2 separate regions of the Mus musculus genome follow, and region 2 is linked to region 1. The links are chromatin contacts, called in public HiChIP or PLAC-seq maps. All regions are on one chromosome and are shown on one strand. Each heading gives the region's core, a stretch centred on a gene start, on an enhancer-like site or on the middle of the called end of the contact. The rest is flanking DNA. Distances are from core to core; before and after follow the strand shown. Region 1 has its middle 15 kb from the start of Gm52919. Region 2 overlaps Tspan9 (tetraspanin 9).

Region 1 (4,952 bases), core at 595-3,094:
TCCATTTCCTTCCAGGAAAATGTGTATGCTGGATCGGAAAGCCCAGCTCTTACCACCACAGTAGCTCTCTATCCCTTCATGTTACGATGAACCCCACTACCTCCATGCAATTATTTCATTACTACTTCATAACTAACTTTTGCTACTATAAATGTAAATATCGCAATGTAAATATCTAATATGCAGGATATCTGATATGCACCCCCCTAAAAGGTTCTCGACCTACAGTTTGAGAACTTCTGTTCTACCAGCACCTAAGGAGACTGGTAGGTATTTGGTACGCTCATTTCCCTCCGGTCTGGATTACAGAGTACCCATGGGTCCGTGGGGCTGTAAGGCTGACCAATGCAGCAAATTTTCTCGCAATCTTTCCCTTCTGGAAAATCTACTGGTTATCTCATGTCGCTACCTGCTTGAGATGTCTGGTAAGGGTGTCTTGGCCTTTGTCTTGGACTAAGTGCTCAGGAAGAGATAACTCCTGGCCTCTCGGGTGCTCACTGTGTTTACACTAGGTGTTTGCCACCTGCAGTCTGGACTCTGGGCAAAGCAGGTAGAGAGGGTGTGGTGAGCGGGGCATTTTCCGTTTTACAGGTTCTTCGCATGTGACCCCATGTCACTGACGCCTTGCCAGGTTCTGCTCACAGGCTATGGGCCAATCTTGCTCTCTCCAGCGTATAGTTCAGTCTGAGCCCTAGTCATGCTCCTAAGTCTGTTTCACTTTCAATTTCTGGGGAAACACACCACACACACACACACACACACACACACACACACACACACACACACACACACACACACTCAGAGAGAGGGTAGGGGCACCTGAGCTACCTCAAGGCTACAGAGAGAATTAATCACCTGCTCTCTGAGTGTGACCTCAGAAGTCATGAGACTTGCAAACTGAAAAGGTATGTGTTCTGCATTTCGGAAAGATGCCCATCTTTTAAGATTCAATACTTTCTTTGAATCCCCTTCTTTTTTTGGGGGGGGGGGTTCGAGACAGGATTTCTCTGTATAGCCCTGGCTGTCCTAGAACTTACTTTGTAGACCAGGCTGGCCTCGAACTCAGAAATCTGCCTGCCTCTGCCTCCCAAATGCTGGGATTAAAGGTGTGCGGCACCACGCCCGGCTTTTGAACCCCCTTCTACTGACCTCTGGCAACTTCAGTTCCTCCTGAAAAGGTGGAACTTGGGATAGCTCTGGGCCTCAGCATAAATCATAGTGAGTTCCCTAAGCTGCTTGGGACCAAGTAGCTATACACGCGAGCACACACACACACACACACACACACACACACACACACACACACACAAACACACACACACACACACACACACACAAGAGAGAGAGTCATGCACAGGGCTGTGTCCTTCTGCCTCTATGGTCTCTAATAGTCACACACACAGACACACACAGACACACACACACACACACAGAGTCATGCACCCACATGCACAGGGCTGTGTTCTGCTGCCTCTATGGTCTCTAATAGTCACTGGGTCCAAGAGAACCTCTAGGGTGCATTTTTCTTCATGAACTGACCGTGCCAACATTCCCCCACTCTCTGCCAGAATTGTGTGAAGAAAAGCAGGGTAGTGGATACCCCTTTTCTATGAACAAAAGCACCTGTTGGAAGCTCTGAGATCCAGACTGCTGCTGGCCACTCATCTATACTGCATGCAGCCAAGCGTGGCCAGAAGGAGAGGGCAGGGCACCACAAGGCTGTATCTCTGAGCTTTCTACCAGGTCATAAAGCAATTAGCAGAAGGGCTTGGCCCTTCCCACAGTTTCCATTCATACTCCCTTTCTTCTATTCATTCACGAGGCCAAGGAGTTGCGCAAGGGCAGGGATGGGGATCATATCGTATTCCCTTGTGTATTCTCACTGCCTTGCCCTGTGCCTGGCCCCAGACTCTCCGATGAATGGACTCATTCACCCAAGCATTCATTCAACAGGTGTTGGGCCAAGCCCTAGAGGGTGCAGAGAGAGCGGGCCACTACTACTCTTAGCCACATGGGAAGACTCAGTGGCTCAGGAGTGATTTACTGAATGTGATCTGTAAGCCAGGACCGCACTGGGTGCATCTGAGAAAGGATGTGATGAACAAGGTCCCCAGGTCAAGCACATCACCTGGATCCATTCTTCCAACAGAAGTAGCCACTCACTCCCCAAATGGAGGGGAGTCTGGTACCTCTGACCACACTTTAATCTCTCTGGGGTCCCATAACCTACTCCAGGGATCTAATCACGAGGCTATAGTGGTTAGACTTCTCCGTATCAGAGGGCTCACAGCAGCACCTGTGGGAGAGGGGGGGCAGCTTGCCTGAAGAGGCATGTGCTGGTTTTCTACACTGAATGGGAAGGGAGCCTCATCAGGCCTCCACAGGTGGGTGTGGCTTGCATTATGAAGCCCTGGGCTGCCGCTGCTTCACCTTCAAAGGTACCACCAAGCATCCAGGAAGCAAACTCTACACTCGTCCAGCCTCATAGTGGCCACTGAGCTGTGCATCTCAGGACTCTGAGAAGGCAGTCCTCCATCTGCAATGCAAACTCTACACTCGTCCAGCCTCATAGTAGCCACTGAGCTCTGCATCTCAGGACTCTGAGAAGGCAGTCTTCCATCTGCAAGCATAGGACGTGATGCAGCTCTAGGTGCAACGGCACCAATCCAGCCTGGCTTTGGCACAGCACTGGACTGTAGCACCTTCTTTTATACCTCTTGCGCCCAAGCAGAGCCTGCCTCCTGTTTCCTGGCTTTTAACGAAACCCGGGACCTTCTGTCGTCTCTTGCTCCAAGCCTTGACCTCTAGGCACATCCCACCCCGCTGGGCTGCCACTCTGAGATGGTTCCCTCAAGTCCCCCTCCTGTTTCCTGGGCCCATGGCCTCAGGTCAGCGGTCAGCGGTCAGGTCCTCTGGGCCCGTCCTCTCTACACTCCCTTCTTTCTAGTCTTTCAGCCCTGCCAGGCTCCCGCTGTTCTCTCATCTCCAGGCCCCTCACACCGCTTCCTTCCCCCTTTCATCCCTGCCCCCACTGGCTCCCACATCCTGCCCTGGGGCCCTCTGCCTGGCCCCAAGAAGTCTGTCTCCGCTTTGTTCTCCACTTCCAACATTAGCATTCTCAAAACCCACATTTGCATTTTCATGGCTCCTGTCCCAGCTAGACAGGGGTACACTTTGATGCATATATATTTGGAGAGGAGGCTTTCTCCTGCATAGCGGCTAATTTTCCACTTCCATTCAAGTGTGTTCTTTGGTTCTGGCCTGATTTACTCAGGGCCAAGACTGGCTTTAGCCAGCACCTTTAGGCTATGCTGAGGCCTATAAGATAACAGAGAGACATCTCGCCTCCTGGGAACTCGGGGAAACAGACGTCTCACTTCCCACGCCTCCCCCGTCCTGCTCAGAACTTCAAAGCTTCCTGTGAGCTCCATCTGCAGCCTCCCAGGCCCAAGGGCCTTGGCCTCCAGTATTCCCTAGCACAACTGCAAAGACTTGCAGTCAAGGTCCCTAGCCCCGCTGATGGACAAATTCAAGTATGGATCCTAGGATCTGCTTCGAGAGCGCAGGAAGGATGGGACCAAGGCTCACCGGAGAGCCAGTGCCAGCTGTATTTCCCTGCTTACCACCCCTGCCCCCGCCGCCATCGCCGCGAGCCCGAGGGGTTTCCTTTTGCTTCAGAGGCTGAAGGGAAAGTATCCAGGGGTCCGGGAGGCATTCTTGTCTAGGGCTTAGGCTTTGAGGCTGTAAGTGTTTATAAGCCTCTGGGCTGCTGAGTTTCAGCCAGAACCCGAGCAGCCAAGTGCCAAGCAACAAAAAACGAACGCCCTGCCAGCTCTCCAGGGGGTTCAGGGCAATTTTTACAGAGGTTTAGGGAGTTGTGGTTTGCATGGCACAGCTCCTAGGGTTTCATCCCAACTTCAGAGTGATTTACAATTCCAGTCCATTGAGAAACTCGCAACATTCATTCCCACCTACAGCTGAGTTCTTTCACAAAGTGCCCTCGAAGAGAATGCTATCCAGATGGCAAGGAAGCGATCTGGGTGCGTTCTGAACTGGCATGGGGAAACAGAGGCAGGCAATTGGAAACTTCTAGGCTCTGCCTACAGGCAGGAATGGCTGCGGCTGGCAGAGCTTTTGCAGAGGAGACAAAGGAAGATCTTGACTCCCTTGGATTGGTCAGCATGCAACAGCTTGCTTTCGAAACTTCTATTCTGGGTTGTCACCATGAAGTTATGTTGTAGTCTAGAATAAATATGAAATCGTTCCTGCCTGTTCGTTGCTTACTTGTTTAAGTTTTTTTTTTTCCGTCGCTGGAGGCGGGCATTTATTACTTCTGTCTTTCCATTTTACAGATTAGCACGAGGCTCAAGTTAAAGGACCCAAGTGTTACTGAAAAATCTAGAGAGTCCTGGCAGAATTGCCTCTTGGAGTTCTTGGTCTTATTAATAAAGAATATAATGGCTAGATCTGATGTGCCAACACACCTTTAATCCTACCATCCAGGAAGCAGAGGCAGGGGGATCTCTGAGTTCCAGGTTATCCTAGTCTACATAGGAACTTCCAAGCTAGCCACAGCTACACAGTGAGGGTATGTCTCAAAGAAAACAATGTCAAAAAGAATTTTAAAAATTCAACAAGGAAGCTCCAGGACAATTTAATTCAAATTCAAACAAACAAACAAACCCCACCAGAGTGAGCAAGCTGCGAATCTCAGCAGCTCCCTGGAGGAGGCAAATAGAGAAGAGGACGACAGGAAAGTGGTGCTGTTTGAGTTATGCTTGGATAGCAGCCAGGAGATGTCAGCCACGTGGAAGACAGGCAGCCACGTGGTAAGGAGCAGAGCTTCAGAGGAATAAAACCCGAAGTGTTAGGGAACCCAGGCTTAGAAGAGAAACAGAAGAAAAGAAAACATTATACTTTTTTTTTGAACTAATTCAGAAAAGCAGGCAGGC
Region 2 (4,921 bases), core at 2,213-4,712, 660 kb after region 1:
GTGTCAGACAGTCACTGCCATCACCAGGAGGGACAAGAGCAAACCCAGAACTCATGGTCCTCTGGTGGGGGGATATATTGAGCTCACAGCCCACGGGCTAGGGATGGCTTAGGCGGCTCCTGCTAGAGAAGGTGTGATGGTGGGTACCAGTACCCAGTTCTTTGCCCACTTGCAGTGAGACCCTCTTCCTATTCTGCATCTCTGCTTAGGCTCCAGTGCCAGGGTTTAAGGATGGAAGGACAAGAAGCAAATGGGTGCTTAAGGCTGGGAATGGCCCAGGAGAGAAGCGGGGTCGAAAGGGGACAGGATAGGTCAGGGCCGAGATAGAGAGAAGAGTGCTCAGGGCACAGTCAGCCTTCTGTACAGAAGGGTGCCAACGCTGCCGTTATGTCTAACCTTCTCAGCCTTAGCAGGGGTGCAAATGTCACCCTATGAACCAGTAGGGCTGGGATTTGCTCCTACCTTTGCAGTTTGGGTCCCTTTACTTCCCTGGATATATCAGACTTCCCAGAGCTGTCCCCACACAGCTGGGGATTCTGAGAGTCCTACGGACACCAGGCAGTCCCACCGGAGGACCCACCGCTGGGCTGATGCACAGCATTAGAAACACTGGAGAACGCACTGCCCCTGAGAGCTGAACTCTTTTTATTCCTCTTCCTGAATGAATATCCATGGCCAACATCATTAGTATCCATCCCATCTCTGAAAAAAGGTCCCGGAGGAAGTGATGGGGAGTGGTGACGAGGTGTGCTCTCCCACCCTAGTCCCTCCTGGTAGCCTCCTGAGCTGTGGCACCACATCAGGTGCCTGCCCTACCGCGTAGGCTGCATACCACACAGCCTTTAGCGGGCTTCGGCTTCCCTCGCTGTAGCCCACAGAGGGCATCTCCACCATCTGTCCCTTCTACTCAGATGAAGGGGCTTGTGAGGAGTTCATCTGCTCAGCTCCAGAGTCTAAAGTGAAGCTGCAGGCAACTCTGTGTCTCATGAGTCACCGTCATTACTTTGTTCACCGACCCAGCAGGCACCTGTCAGCCACAGAATGGCCTCTATTCCCGTGTCTCTGGCCTCTTTTGACTGGTTTTCTTAGAGACTGCTGTCTGTTCAGGGTAGCCTTGTAGCAAATAAACCATCCCCTGAGGTCACAGGGCACCTCTGGAAGGCAGAACAGGCCAGTGAGCCTGTTTTCTACACATTCCACGTACGTGCTTGCGTGCCCCCATTATACACCCTGGGGTCAACCAGCTCTCTAAACTCCAGTTCTTGCCATGAAATTCTGAAATCCTTCTTTGTGGTCACCCTAAAATAGCCCCAGCTCTCATCATTGACCCTCTCCCTCTTGGAGGGGAAAACAAGGCCCTAGCAGCCCACTTAGCCCAGGGAGGGTCCTGGCTTGAGCCTGAGAAGTACCTCTCTCTGCTCTTTTCAGTCTAAAATAGGCCATGAGGCAGCCTGCCAAAATCCTACACTCTTGCCAAGCAGGAGGGTTGTATTTCTGGCTGCACATCTCAAAATGCTGGACTCGAGAAGGCTTCCCAGACCAACAGCTGACTCCGGCTGTGATGATAAGCCTATCCTGGGTTTGGCCCGAGCCTTGGGTGTACAGTAGGAGGGGCTCTGTCCCTGTCCTGGAGTGCAGGGCAGCTATATAAGGACAGCCATATAAGGGCATGGGACTAGGGGGGAGCCCAGGGGGCTGGGGTTTCTCCTGGCCCCAGCAGAAGCTCACAGTGTGCACCTGCCGTGGATAAACATTCCTGCCTGCTTGCCATTCCTCGGCCTGGAATGGGCTTCCCTTTCTTGCTGCCACCGCATACCCTCTAACAGGGTACTACGCCTCACCTGCTCCGAAAGCCTAGCCAGCAGCCCCGCCCTCTCCAGTCACACCGGACCGGCCCTAGAGGGCACAGGGATAATAGTGCCCATGTGGGAATCCGAGTGGCAGGCCTGAAAGCATGGAGGTACGGCAAGGAACAAGAGGCGGGGTTGTATGTGTGTGTCTGAGTAGTAGAGGCTAGAGAGCCATCTTGCACATCTTTCTCGATTGCACCCCACTTTATTTTCTGAAGCAGGGTCACTCGGAAGCTGGAGGTCACTGATCTGGCTAGGCTGGCTGGTCCTGTCCCAGACTCTTGGTGCTTGGGTCAAAACCACAAAGTGTCTCACTGTACTTTGCACATGAGTGCTGGGCAGCACGGCTCAGGGTCTCAGGCTTGTGTGGCAAGGACTACACTTACTGATCCATCAGCCTTGTGGGTGGGTTTTAGGTGTGTGAACGAGGCAGCAGTTTGCGGAGGCTGTGCATCCTCCATGAAGCCCAGAGGACAGAACAGGGACCAAGCGATAAAACCTATGAGGCAAGAAATGACTTAACTTCTCTTGCCCAGAGACCAGAGCAAATCAACGTGTTAGCTAAGCAGGGGGCCCTGCCATTAGGGGGTCTAAGGAAAGCCCAGGGCTCTCTTTCTGGACAGGAGCTGCTCTGGCCCCAGCCACCTCTTACTCTGCATTTCTGTATTCTACCATTGGTTCCCCGGCTCACCCACCTCTGTACTCTGAGACTATGTGTGGTGCTGACTGACCCAGGACTCCTGGGGTATATGAAAAATCACTGCCCGGGGTCCCCATCTTTTAAGCTAGTGTCCTTTGTAACTGAAGAATCTCCTTCACATCTCTATTAACACCAACAAGTGAGCAGCGGCTCGCTCAGGAGAACAGAATTGGGGGTGGCGGGGGGGGGGGTGGAGAGGAGGATTTTAATGTCCACTGATTTATCCCCCTCAGTTCTTCCTTACACATTAGATTTATATTCAGATGTGAACTTTTATTTTTTTAAGCACCGACTTCCTGCTGGCGTGGTGGTACACACCTATGATCCCAGCACTTAGAAAACTGAGGCAGAAGGGAATTGAATTCAAGTCAAGTTTGGGCTACGTACTGAGACCTTGTCTCAAAAAATCCCTAAGAAGAAAAGAATAAAGCAAAGAAAGAACCAACATCCTTTCCTTTATCTCGAGCCTGTCCATCATTCAAGATCAGTTACTCACAACCAGCCTGTCCCCTCCTCTTTCTTACAACCAGGGACCCTCACACAGAACATTTTTTTTCTCATCTCTACCCCCTGGGCTCTGGAAGTTAGCCCAGGCACAGGTATGTACTAGTTCTGCACCTAGATCTAAGATGACCCCCAAAGCCCAGACGTAGGAGGGGGAAGGAGAGAAGAGAAAAGTTCAGGTGTGAACAGCTTTCTCCTGCTTTCTCCCCAACGCTACTCCCAGGCCCAGGCCCCTTCTCCTGGGCAGCCTAACATGCACTGTTATCAACCTGGGTATTCCCCAGACCTGGAAGGTTACAGCAGGCACGGAAGGCTAAGAGCCCAGCTTCACATACCTCAAGGGCTATGTCATGGCACCAGGAAAGGCTCTGAGTCACAGATATGGTCCTTGATCCACCCTCTTAAGACAGTGTATTTGACTGCCAACAAGCTGGCCTCAGCATGAGCAAGCTGGCCTGGGTGACAGAGCAGGGATGAGACAGAGCTCCTGGCTTCTCTAACCAGCGGGACAATCTTGGATGCACAGCACATGGCTGACAGAGAGAAGGTCAGAGGTTCTCAGTTCTGGGTGCTCTGACAGGAACAGGAAATCATTTCATACAGGAAACACACCAGACACCCTCAAGAAAGCTGTAGACGTGAGCCACGGGGCGACTCTACTGTGGTGGGGGACTGGATCAAAGTGTGCACAACCACGGACAACGAGAAGAACCACACAACCCTGCCTAGCGGATCTCAAAATATAACCTCAGGCTTCTCACGAAGCCAGCCAACACCATCTGAACACAAGCAAAGGGCAAGCCGGCTTTTCATGAAGGCAAGAGGCTTGTCACCATGCTGATGGCACAGGCTCTATGAAGGGAGCGTGGACACACCCATCATGGGAGAACCAGCAGATGGCCCTTTCCCACCCTGCTCAATTTACAGGTCACCATGGCCCAGGGAGGTGTTCTGAGCTCGTGTGGCAAGTTGAGGATACATCATACCCCACCTTTCTCCACGTCCCTCCACCTCAGCTAGGCTGGGACCCAATGTCCCTTGCTCCACTGCTGGAACACGCAAATGCTTTGAGAAAAAGAAAACTGAAAACTATTTCTCTCCTGTGGCAGAAGTCAATGCTCCCTTTCTACTTTGAGGATGGAGGCCCAGGAACTGCTCTAAGGACATCCTCCCTGGCCTCTGCACCTCCCTTGGCCAAGCCCTGAGAGGCAGAAATGAGCCTGGCATCTTCCAGATCACTCTACCAAACTGGCAGGTGCAAGAAATGTGCTTTGGTCCAGGCGTCTGCTTGCGTGCTTGCTTGCTTGCTTGCCTGCCTGGCAGCTCAAGGATGGCCCAATCAGAGTGTTGAAGAGTTCCAGAACCAGGCGCTGCCAGCAGGAAACAAAGGCATAGGACCTCCTGGGGATGGAGGGGAGTGGAGTGGTACCTAAGGACGCTGGCAGTGTCTTCATCTCTTCATCTCAGGATCTCTTAGCGTCTATACAGAAATTACTCTACAGCATGAACATCCTATGGCTTCTTCTAAGAGCAGTGTGGCCTCTAGAAGTCAGGGATACCCAGAATGGAGGAACCGAGGTGCAGAGTAGAAATGAGTGTTTGGTGTCACTGGAGCTCAGGGCTTCCTGCTGCGAGGCCAGGCTGGGCTCACAGCCCTCCAAAGGAATGAGGAACAGAGCCCTGGAAAGGAAGACCCTTAGGGCTCCCAACTGGCGGGAAGAAGGTCCTGGTGGTACAAATCTAGTGGACCACATGCTTGCCTTCTGCGCTGTTGGCGTCCGTGGGACCTGGCTCCTGCTGGTCCTTTCTCATCATTTGGCTTTCAAAGTGTGACTAAAGAGACTATCAGCCACATGGTCCCCTTCAG

What was found. HiChIP or PLAC-seq counts read pairs in DNA pulled down with a chosen protein or histone mark.
Region 2: a contact with region 1 is called in an HNF4G HiChIP or PLAC-seq map of pancreatic cancer cells. The contact joins two enhancer-like sites. A contact is called at or near these places in 1 of 484 Hi-C or Micro-C datasets (the HL-1 cell line) and 1 of 115 datasets of contacts at active chromatin or transcription factors (pancreatic cancer cells).

The regions. Positions count from the first base shown.
Region 1 is chr6:127,333,812-127,338,763 of GRCm38.p6, forward strand. No RefSeq gene overlaps it. Among named protein-coding and RNA genes, the nearest start is that of Gm52919, 15 kb to the left of the region's middle. Within about 2 kb of position 1,845, at least 136 of the 459 cell types and tissues checked have an H3K27ac peak or open chromatin away from gene starts, as enhancers often do. A contact at or near this core is called in the HL-1 cell line and pancreatic cancer cells, where this site is marked.
Region 2 is chr6:127,988,284-127,993,204 of GRCm38.p6, forward strand. All of the region lies in intron 1 of Tspan9 (tetraspanin 9), which reads right to left. Among named protein-coding and RNA genes, the nearest start is that of Tspan9, 44 kb to the right of the region's middle. Within about 2 kb of position 3,463, at least 117 of the 459 cell types and tissues checked have an H3K27ac peak or open chromatin away from gene starts, as enhancers often do. A contact at or near this core is called in the HL-1 cell line and pancreatic cancer cells, where this site is marked.